Regions from separate parts of the Mus musculus genome. Here region 1 is linked to region 2. A link is a contact called in public promoter capture Hi-C data. All regions are on one chromosome and are shown on one strand. Each heading gives the region's core, a stretch centred on a gene start, on an enhancer-like site or on the middle of the called end of the contact. The rest is flanking DNA. Distances are from core to core; before and after follow the strand shown. Region 1 holds the start of Zfp541 (zinc finger protein 541). Region 2 holds the start of Rnf225 (ring finger protein 225).

Evidence for each region. Promoter capture Hi-C pulls out the DNA fragments that hold promoters and counts their contacts.
Region 1: a contact with region 2 is called in a promoter capture Hi-C map of pre-B cells. The contact joins the promoter of Zfp541 here to the promoter of Rnf225 in region 2. A contact is called at or near these places in 2 of 39 promoter capture datasets (cranial neural crest and pre-B cells).

The regions. Positions count from the first base shown.
Region 1 is chr7:16,069,783-16,073,697 of GRCm38.p6, forward strand. Zfp541 (zinc finger protein 541) reads left to right here and starts at 2,063. Exons shown (of 16, transcript NM_001099277.2): 1 at 2,063-2,466. The coding sequence starts at 2,160.
Region 2 is chr7:12,924,606-12,928,728 of GRCm38.p6, forward strand. It overlaps Rnf225 (ring finger protein 225), which reads left to right and starts at 2,811. Exons shown (of 2, transcript NM_029809.2): 1 at 2,811-2,861; 2 at 3,280-4,123. The coding sequence starts at 3,291. It overlaps Rps5 (ribosomal protein S5), which reads left to right. Exons shown (of 6, transcript NM_009095.2): 3 at 787-996; 4 at 1,132-1,260; 5 at 1,791-1,889; 6 at 1,967-2,081. The coding sequence ends at 2,035.

The DNA.
Region 1 (3,915 bases), core at 813-3,312, 3.1 Mb after region 2:
TTTTAGTACTGAATAATACTCCATTCACCTGTGAGAGATTCTTGATAACTTCCAGGTTTGACATCTATGGCTGGAACTGTCATGAAAACGTGTGTGCAGGTTTTTGTGTGGTCATGTACTTTGAGCTATACAGGTGGCTCCAGGGAGAGCGGTTGCTGGGTGGTGTGATATGATTGTGTCTAGTGCTGCGAGAGACCTAAGATGAAAGCTTCTCAGAGTTGTTATCCTGCAGTGCACCATCACCCCAGCTTTCTGTTTTGGCTTAAGGTTATCAGTTCCTGCCCCAGACTGCAGCAGCTGTCCTCTTGCAGCTCATCTCCATCCTGAGGAATTCCCAAATTAGATAAAATAAGGTCAAGACCTTTGCCATGGGCTTTCAGGGAACCAGGATAGGTCAGATGGGAGGCTGTGGTTCTTTAAGAACAAATTCTACTCTGTTCTTTCAGCATCAGGAACCCATACCAGACACATAGCTAACTCTTCATGACCACTGCTGAGCCAGGGAGTGGGATGGGCTAGGGTAAGTTAGAGCTCTGCTCCATCCAGCAGGTCATATTTTCCTGTAGAGGCCTGCTGGGCCCCTGAACCTTTCACCATTACTAAGAGTTTTAATAAAGATTTTTGTTTTGTTGGTTTTTCAAGACAGGGTTTCACTGTGTAGTCCTGGCTGTCCTAAAACTTACTTTTTAGACCAGGCTGGCCTCAACACACATAGATCCATCTGCTTCTGCCTCCCAAGTGCTGCAATTAAAGGCATGTTTCATCACCACATAATAAAGTTTTGTTGTTTTGTTTTGTGTTTCTGTGGTAAGATAGGTGAGAATTATTTGAATTCAATATGAATTTAGTATTTTCTTTCCCTTCCTTCCCTTTTCATTTCTCTCTCCTCTTACCTTTGCTTCCCCTCCCCATCTTTCTCCTCTCTTCATCCCTATCTTCCTTCCTCCCTCTTCTCTTTTCTTTTCTTCTCCTGCTTGTTTTTCCTAGGCCAGTCTTGAACTCCTGGATTCAAGGACTTGTCTCGCTCAACTTCTGGCATGCTAGAAGTATAGGTGGGCACCACTGCATATCCCCTTATCTTTTAATTTGTTTTAAGATCATTCATATATTCTTCTGAGTGAATTTTGATAATCTGTCTATTTCTAGAAATTTGCTCATTGATTTTTTTGTATCTGAGTTCAATGACTTAACACATTGGGTGTGTATTGTAGCCTATCTTCTGTGTGAGTGCACTGTCTAAACACAGTTCTTCATAGTACTTCCTTGTAATCTTTTTTATTTTTAGAATGTGGTTAGTAAAACTTCCTCTTTTATTCCTTTTTGGGGATCAGGGTGATAGGACTATTGAGACAGCATCTCATGAAACACAGGCTGGCCTCAAACTATCTATTTACCCAAGGATATCTTGCCTCCATATCCCAAATGTTGGGACTACAGGCATGCCTGGTTTATGTGATGCTGAGTGGAGCCTAGAAGTTTGAGTGTGCTAGGATAGGCATTTTACTAACTGAGCTACACCCCCAACCTAACTTCAACATTTACTCTATATTAAAACTCATTGTATTTACTTTTTTTTTTTTTTTTTTGTATGAGACTTTCCCAGTCCAGGCTCTTTTACACACACAGTAAGCCTCCCTTTGTGCAGTGGTATTTCATGTGTCTCCTGGCCACATGGAACAAGTGGACAAGCATCCCCAGGCTTAAACTTGGGCCTGGATGTCCCAGTGGACTGACTTGTGCCTGCACAGACTCTAACTTTGAGTTTCCTTGTTGCTGGCCTTGGGATTTTCCTTGCTTGTCTTTTCTGCCTAGACACACATTAAAGTCTATTTGATCTTTCTAATATTTATAACTGGAGGCAGAGGACTCTGCAGTCCACCATGTGTTATTCTTTTGTCTAGTTGACAGATGAGGAAATGGAGTTCATGGATCTTGCCCAAGGTCGTGCAGCAAGGTTAAATGGCTAAGAACAGACCCATCTCAGTGGCTCCATTTTCAAGTCTACATTCTGCCTACTACACCTACCACCTCTTGATTCTAATACGTCCTTGTTCATTTTCAGGAGCTAGCTGCCAGCGAGGGCTCTTCCCTTCCTGACTCTGGACACGGCTTTGCTTGTCTGGAGACGGGCTCTAGCCAGGACCTGGCAGTGGAAAGCCATGGAGCCATACAGTCTTGGGGAAGAGGGAGCACTTCCATCAGAAGGGCACCTCCCATCCTTCTCTGAAAGTCAAGTGCTCAACTGCAGTGACACACTCAACCGGGACCTGGGCCCCAGCACACGGGACCTGCTCTACGCTGGCTTAAGCGGTTTGGACCTTGACCCCAGTCTCTCCACATCTGATATGCCCAGTGAAGTGCTAGAGGACAATCTGGACACCCTGTCCCTATACTCGGGGAAGGACAGTGACTCTGTGAAGCTGCTGGAAGAATATGCAGACTCTGAGTCACAGACCTCCTTACAAGGTGAGGCTGCTCATGGACTGAGCACCTACAGTTCCTGCAGGTAGCCAGGGACTGAATCCGCTGGCATTGGCTAGGAAAGGTCTCCTTAGCTGGGCATGATGATGCCTGCTCATAACTCCAGCATGTAGAATACAAACACAGGAGGAACACTGCAAATAGAGGCCAGCCAGAGCTACATAGTAAGACCCTGACTTCAACATGCTAATAAAGGGAAGGAAGGAAAGGAAAAACAAAACAAAAATCTCTTCTTGTAGAGGAGGCTTTTATCCTACTTTGGAATTGTCAGCTTGTGGGTTCTGGGTGTTAAATACAGGTCCTCAGGCTTCCGTAGCTTGTGCTTTTACCACCGAGCCATCCCACAGACTGGCATCCCCATCTTTGATCTGTGTGGAGGCAGACCATCAGGCTTGTAGGGGACGTTTATATTACTGCTGTATCTCAAGAGCATTTGTCCAGAGTAAGTGGGGATCCTGTCCATTCTGTCTTGTACTAGTCCAGCTTTTCCAGACCTCATGTCATGTAAAATAAGGGGACCCCAATCCTCACATGCCCACTGCTCTAGAACAATGGTGAGACATGAAAAGGAGAAGACTGCAAAAGCCTCCCATAGACCATAATGTACCAGACAGGTGCTTGATTAAATCCTGCTTTGTCTTTTTAAAAGAGGGAGGTCTTGCCATCTTTTCAGAACACTGAGGCTCCATCAGACCTCTTGCCTCAGTCTGTCCAGGAACCAGGACTATAGATTGTGCCATGCCCAGCTAGTTGTTTTTTACAACCAATATTGTCAGTAATACTTCATCTTAAATAGGGCCTTGATTCAGTTCCAAGGTTTTCTCTTCAACCATCGAAGAAAAGGAGAGAATTAGTGAAATAATTGAGCAGCTTGTGTGAGTGTCATTTTAGTTTGCTGTTGGTCTCCTGTGGAAGGGAGTTCTCTTGTTTAATTTTGGTTTGGTTCTGATCCTCTTTATTGGTTCCTGGAAAGTTGCTTCAATGGGTTGACTTGGGTAGAGGTCCAGGGAGTTTATAATCCCACTGTTTGAAGGGAAGTCCACATCTAAATGCCTGAAACTCAGTAATTGGGATTGTGTCTGAGGAAGTAGCAAGAACTTGCTACTGGGAAAGATTTCTGCAGGCCCCACTCCAAAGATTACCAAGCAGTGACCAGGCCTGTGTCTGTGTTGGAATGATGGCAGAGCAGGAAGTCTTAGGAACTTAGGAGAGTGCACATGGGAAGACTGACTATGGCACTAGCCAGGCCCAGGGTTGTAATATGGCACTCACTTTGGGCCGTGGTGATACTGAAAAGTGCTCGTGAAAGAGATGCGTGTTTTCCTGGACACAGGAACCCTAATTGTCATCAGTTATTCTTAGGGTTCTGCTCAGTTTAGCCTTTCTTTATATTCAACTGTTACAATGCCCCCAGCCCAAGCATTAAATTTCAAC
Region 2 (4,123 bases), core at 1,561-4,060:
GAGTGAGTTCCAGGACAGCCAGGACTACACAGAGAAACCCTGTCTTGAAAAAACAAACAAACAAAATATATCCATAGTAACATTTTTTTAAAATAATGTAGTTATTTTTATGTGTAGTGATGTTCTGTCTGTGAGGTTGTCAAATCTGCTGAAGTTACAGACAGTTGTGAGTTGCCGTGGGGGTTCTTGGAATAGAAGTTGAGTTCTTTGGAAGAGCAGTCAAAACTCTGAGCCATCTCTGCGGCCCCCCAAGCCCCAGACAGGGTTTCTCTGTAGTGTTGGTTGTCCTGTAACTGTGGAACAGGCTGGCCTTAAACTCACAGAAGTGCTCCTGCTTCTGCCTCCCAGGTGCTGAGATTAAAGGTGTGTACCATTACCGCCTGACTCAAAGTGCAGTTACTTAATACTTGTAAAAACTGAATTCTGGTCCCTTGTTTGCATATTACAGGAAGTGTTCTCTCTCCCCTTGCCCCTGAGGCAAGATCTCACTGTGCACCCCTGGCTGTTCTGAAATTCACTGTAGACCAGGCTGATCTTAAACTGCTAGAGATCCTGTCTCCCAAGTGTTAGGATGTAGAAGTGTGCACACTGCGGGCAGCACTTTCCCCTTTTATGAATGGGAGTGTGACTTAAGCAGTCACTGGTTTGGTTTTACTTTCTTAAAGCTCATGTTCACAACCTGCTGGGGACATGCCATGGCTTGAGTCAGTTCTCAGTCTCCTCTAATCTATCTGAGGCTGGTCCCACTACTGACTACTCCTTCGTGCTTCTCTCTTTACCACCCAGGATTACATTGCTGTGAAGGAGAAGTATGCCAAGTACCTGCCCCACAGTGCCGGACGGTATGCTGCCAAGCGCTTCCGCAAAGCACAATGTCCCATCGTGGAGCGCCTTACTAACTCCATGATGATGCATGGTCGTAACAACGGCAAGAAGCTCATGACTGTGCGAATTGTCAAGCATGCCTTTGAGATCATCCACCTGCTCACTGGTGAGGTAAGGTTTTGTCCTTGATTCATACCAAAGCTTCATGGTATACATGCCAGGTTCATTACCTGGGACACCGCCACCTTGTTTAGGGTTGAAAAGGTTGGGGGTGGATATCAGGCTCACGCCTCCCTTTTCTGCCAGAACCCTCTGCAGGTCCTGGTGAATGCTATCATCAACAGTGGCCCCCGAGAAGACTCAACACGCATTGGGCGGGCCGGTACAGTGAGACGACAGGCTGTGGATGTGTCCCCACTGCGTCGAGTGAATCAGGTGGGTCAGAGGCTTGTGAAGGGGTGGGGTAGGAGCCATCAGCACAAGTGGGTGGGGTCCTGTCTTGCATGTTTTACCAGGAACCTCACTTCCTCCAGGAAACCTTCCTGGATTTCCACTCGGTATGAGGCAGATGGTAGTCCAGCCTTCCCAGTCTGGTTCATCTCATCCCTAGTGTATACTTTCACAACAGGCTTTGTTTTGTTTCTTCTTGATTTGTTTGAGTCTATTTTGTGGTGGTACACGTACCTACCTGTAATTTTAGCTACTTGAAAGGCACAGGGTGGATTGCTTGATACCTGAGTACCATGGGGACATCAAGGGTTCCAGTCAAAAGCATCAAATATTTTGCTGGCAGTTCTTAAGTCTCTTTGTTAGTTGGGGCCCTTGTTTTCTCAGCCCTCTCAGATCAGCTATCTGATAAGGTATCAACTCCCTAAAGTAGTAAGTATATGGTATCTGTTGAGGTGGGTCCCAGGTCACTGGCAGGAGGGACCGTTTGAGGCCTGAGCCCTGTCTGTCTTGTCTAGGCCATCTGGCTGCTGTGCACAGGGGCTCGTGAGGCTGCTTTCCGGAACATCAAGACCATCGCCGAGTGCCTTGCAGATGAGCTCATTAATGCTGCCAAGGTGGGTCAGGGCATACCACTTGGGTTGGGCATTTGGGAGTTTGTCCAGCATTCAGAGCTAACCATCTGTCCTTGCAGGGCTCCTCCAATTCCTATGCCATCAAGAAGAAAGATGAACTGGAGCGTGTGGCCAAGTCTAACCGCTGATTTCCCAGCTGCTGCCTAATAAACTGTGTCCTTTGGAACAACTATACCTTCCTGTGTGCTTGTCTAATCATTTAGGGCATAGGGTACCTCCCATGGTATAGAGGATGCAGCTCACCTCCCTGGCATGGCATTCACCAGTAAACAAAAAGAAAATTGTATTTTCTTAAAGATTTATTATGTAAGTACAGTACACTGTAGCTGTCTCCAGATACTCCAGAAGAGGGAGTCAGATCTCATTATGGATGGGTGTGAGCCACCATATGGTTGCTGGGGACTTGTACTCAGGACCCTCGGAAGTGCAATCAGTGCTCTTAACTGCTGAGCCATCTTTCTAGCCCTGGAACTATTATTTTCATGACGAGTGCCTGCAGAATTGTAGCACCTCAGAACTAGTGCTAGTAAGAGGGTGTAAGCCTGGTGCCCAGGGAAGACCCAACAAGTATTGGGGATGAGGAACTTGTGTTGGTCTGGTCTAGGTGGATCTAGTTTGTTCACTCCCATAGTGTGGTTTGTGTACAGGCTTCAAGTGCCCCTATGGAGACCAGTACTAAAGGCTTTGAAGAGTGGTCCATGGTCTTGTTCTATTAGCAGACAACCCACCCCAGCATCTGTTATAGATCAGACTATTCATGCTAGTAGGAGGGGCCTGGGGGCGGGGCGAGTGGCTAGACTGGTTTAACAGGTATGTGGGAACCTAGAGGGTTGGCCTAAGGTCAGGTGTACTCCTTCAGGGAGGAGCACTTAGCTACCTAGTGGCAGACAAGCCAGAAATTGGGGTCAGAACGGAAGAGACGCTGCAATCCCGCACAAGGAAAGGTGTCTACAGGTGGGTGTCTTGCAAAGTGACCAGAGTCAGTTGTTTCTGTTTGAGGAGTTAGCTCTCATAACCTGAATTTACTACTTTTCTTCTCAGCTATTGGGCACCTCAACGCCGGCTTGGGGGTGCAGTGGTCCAGGTGACAGATTAATATAGTGAGTGTTCCCTGGAGTCTTAATTACTCCGGGACTATTCTTACTCAAGGTTGGAGTTGATCCTCTTGTATCTCTCCAGAGATGTATCCTCTACATCTTTGAAACTGCTTCAGTCTTACCCAGTTTCTCTCTAGACCTTTGGCGACAGTGGGTCCAAACAAGGACTCCCTGCCCTCGCTTTTTTGCTTCCTTAGACCTACTCTGCTCCTCTCTGAAATTTTGTCAGTCTGTCAACAACCTCCAGGTTCCTACCTAAGCTCTTCTCTCCATAGGTCCAGTCTGAATGCCGTGTCCTCGGCTGCCCTGGCTCCGCCGCCACCGAACATCCCAGGGCTCTGGCCCCAGCTCCCCAAGTACCGTCTCTGCTCCTAACTCCCCTAGCAGAGGCGAAGACGAGGATGCAGAAGAGGAGGAGGGCGATGGCACCCCTGGCTCAGGCCCCATTCTGCCCCCTACATCCCCCATGGAATGTCTTATCTGCGTGTCACCCTTCGACGGCATTTTCAAGCTGCCTAAACGCCTGGACTGCGGTCACGTATTCTGTCTCGAGTGCCTGGCACGCCTGTCGCTGGCTACTGCGGGTGGCGGCGATGCAGTGGCTTGCCCCATGTGCCGCGCGCCCACACGCTTGGCCCCGCGCCGGGGGCTGCCCGCTCTGCCCACACAGCCCGGTTTGCTGCCTCGCGATGCGCGCGCGCCACTGCCACGCCAGGGTTCTGTGCGCTTTGACCGACGCCGGGGTCTCCTGTACCTGCGGCCACCACCGCCGTCTCCCGGGCCGCGAAAGAGCCGCACAGTGCGTGCCCCACCGCCTCCACCCCCGCTTCGCCTCGGCCGCCCGCTGTCACGTCGCCTGTCCCTGAGCAGTCCAGCATGGGCTTTCAACGCAGCAGTGGCGCTAGCTGTGCTGGTGGCCGCGGGTCTCGTGGTTTCTGGTGTGTACATCTTTTTCCTCATTCCTCATGTCACCAATTCCGGTGTGCGGCCTCAGACTGTGGCGCTGGCCCCCGAAAATGACTTCTGGGTTTCACCGCGGCCCACGCCAGTGGCGCCCTGGACCCATGCCTGGACACGACGCCCCACAAAGCCTGACCTGGACCTGGACGATACCCTGCC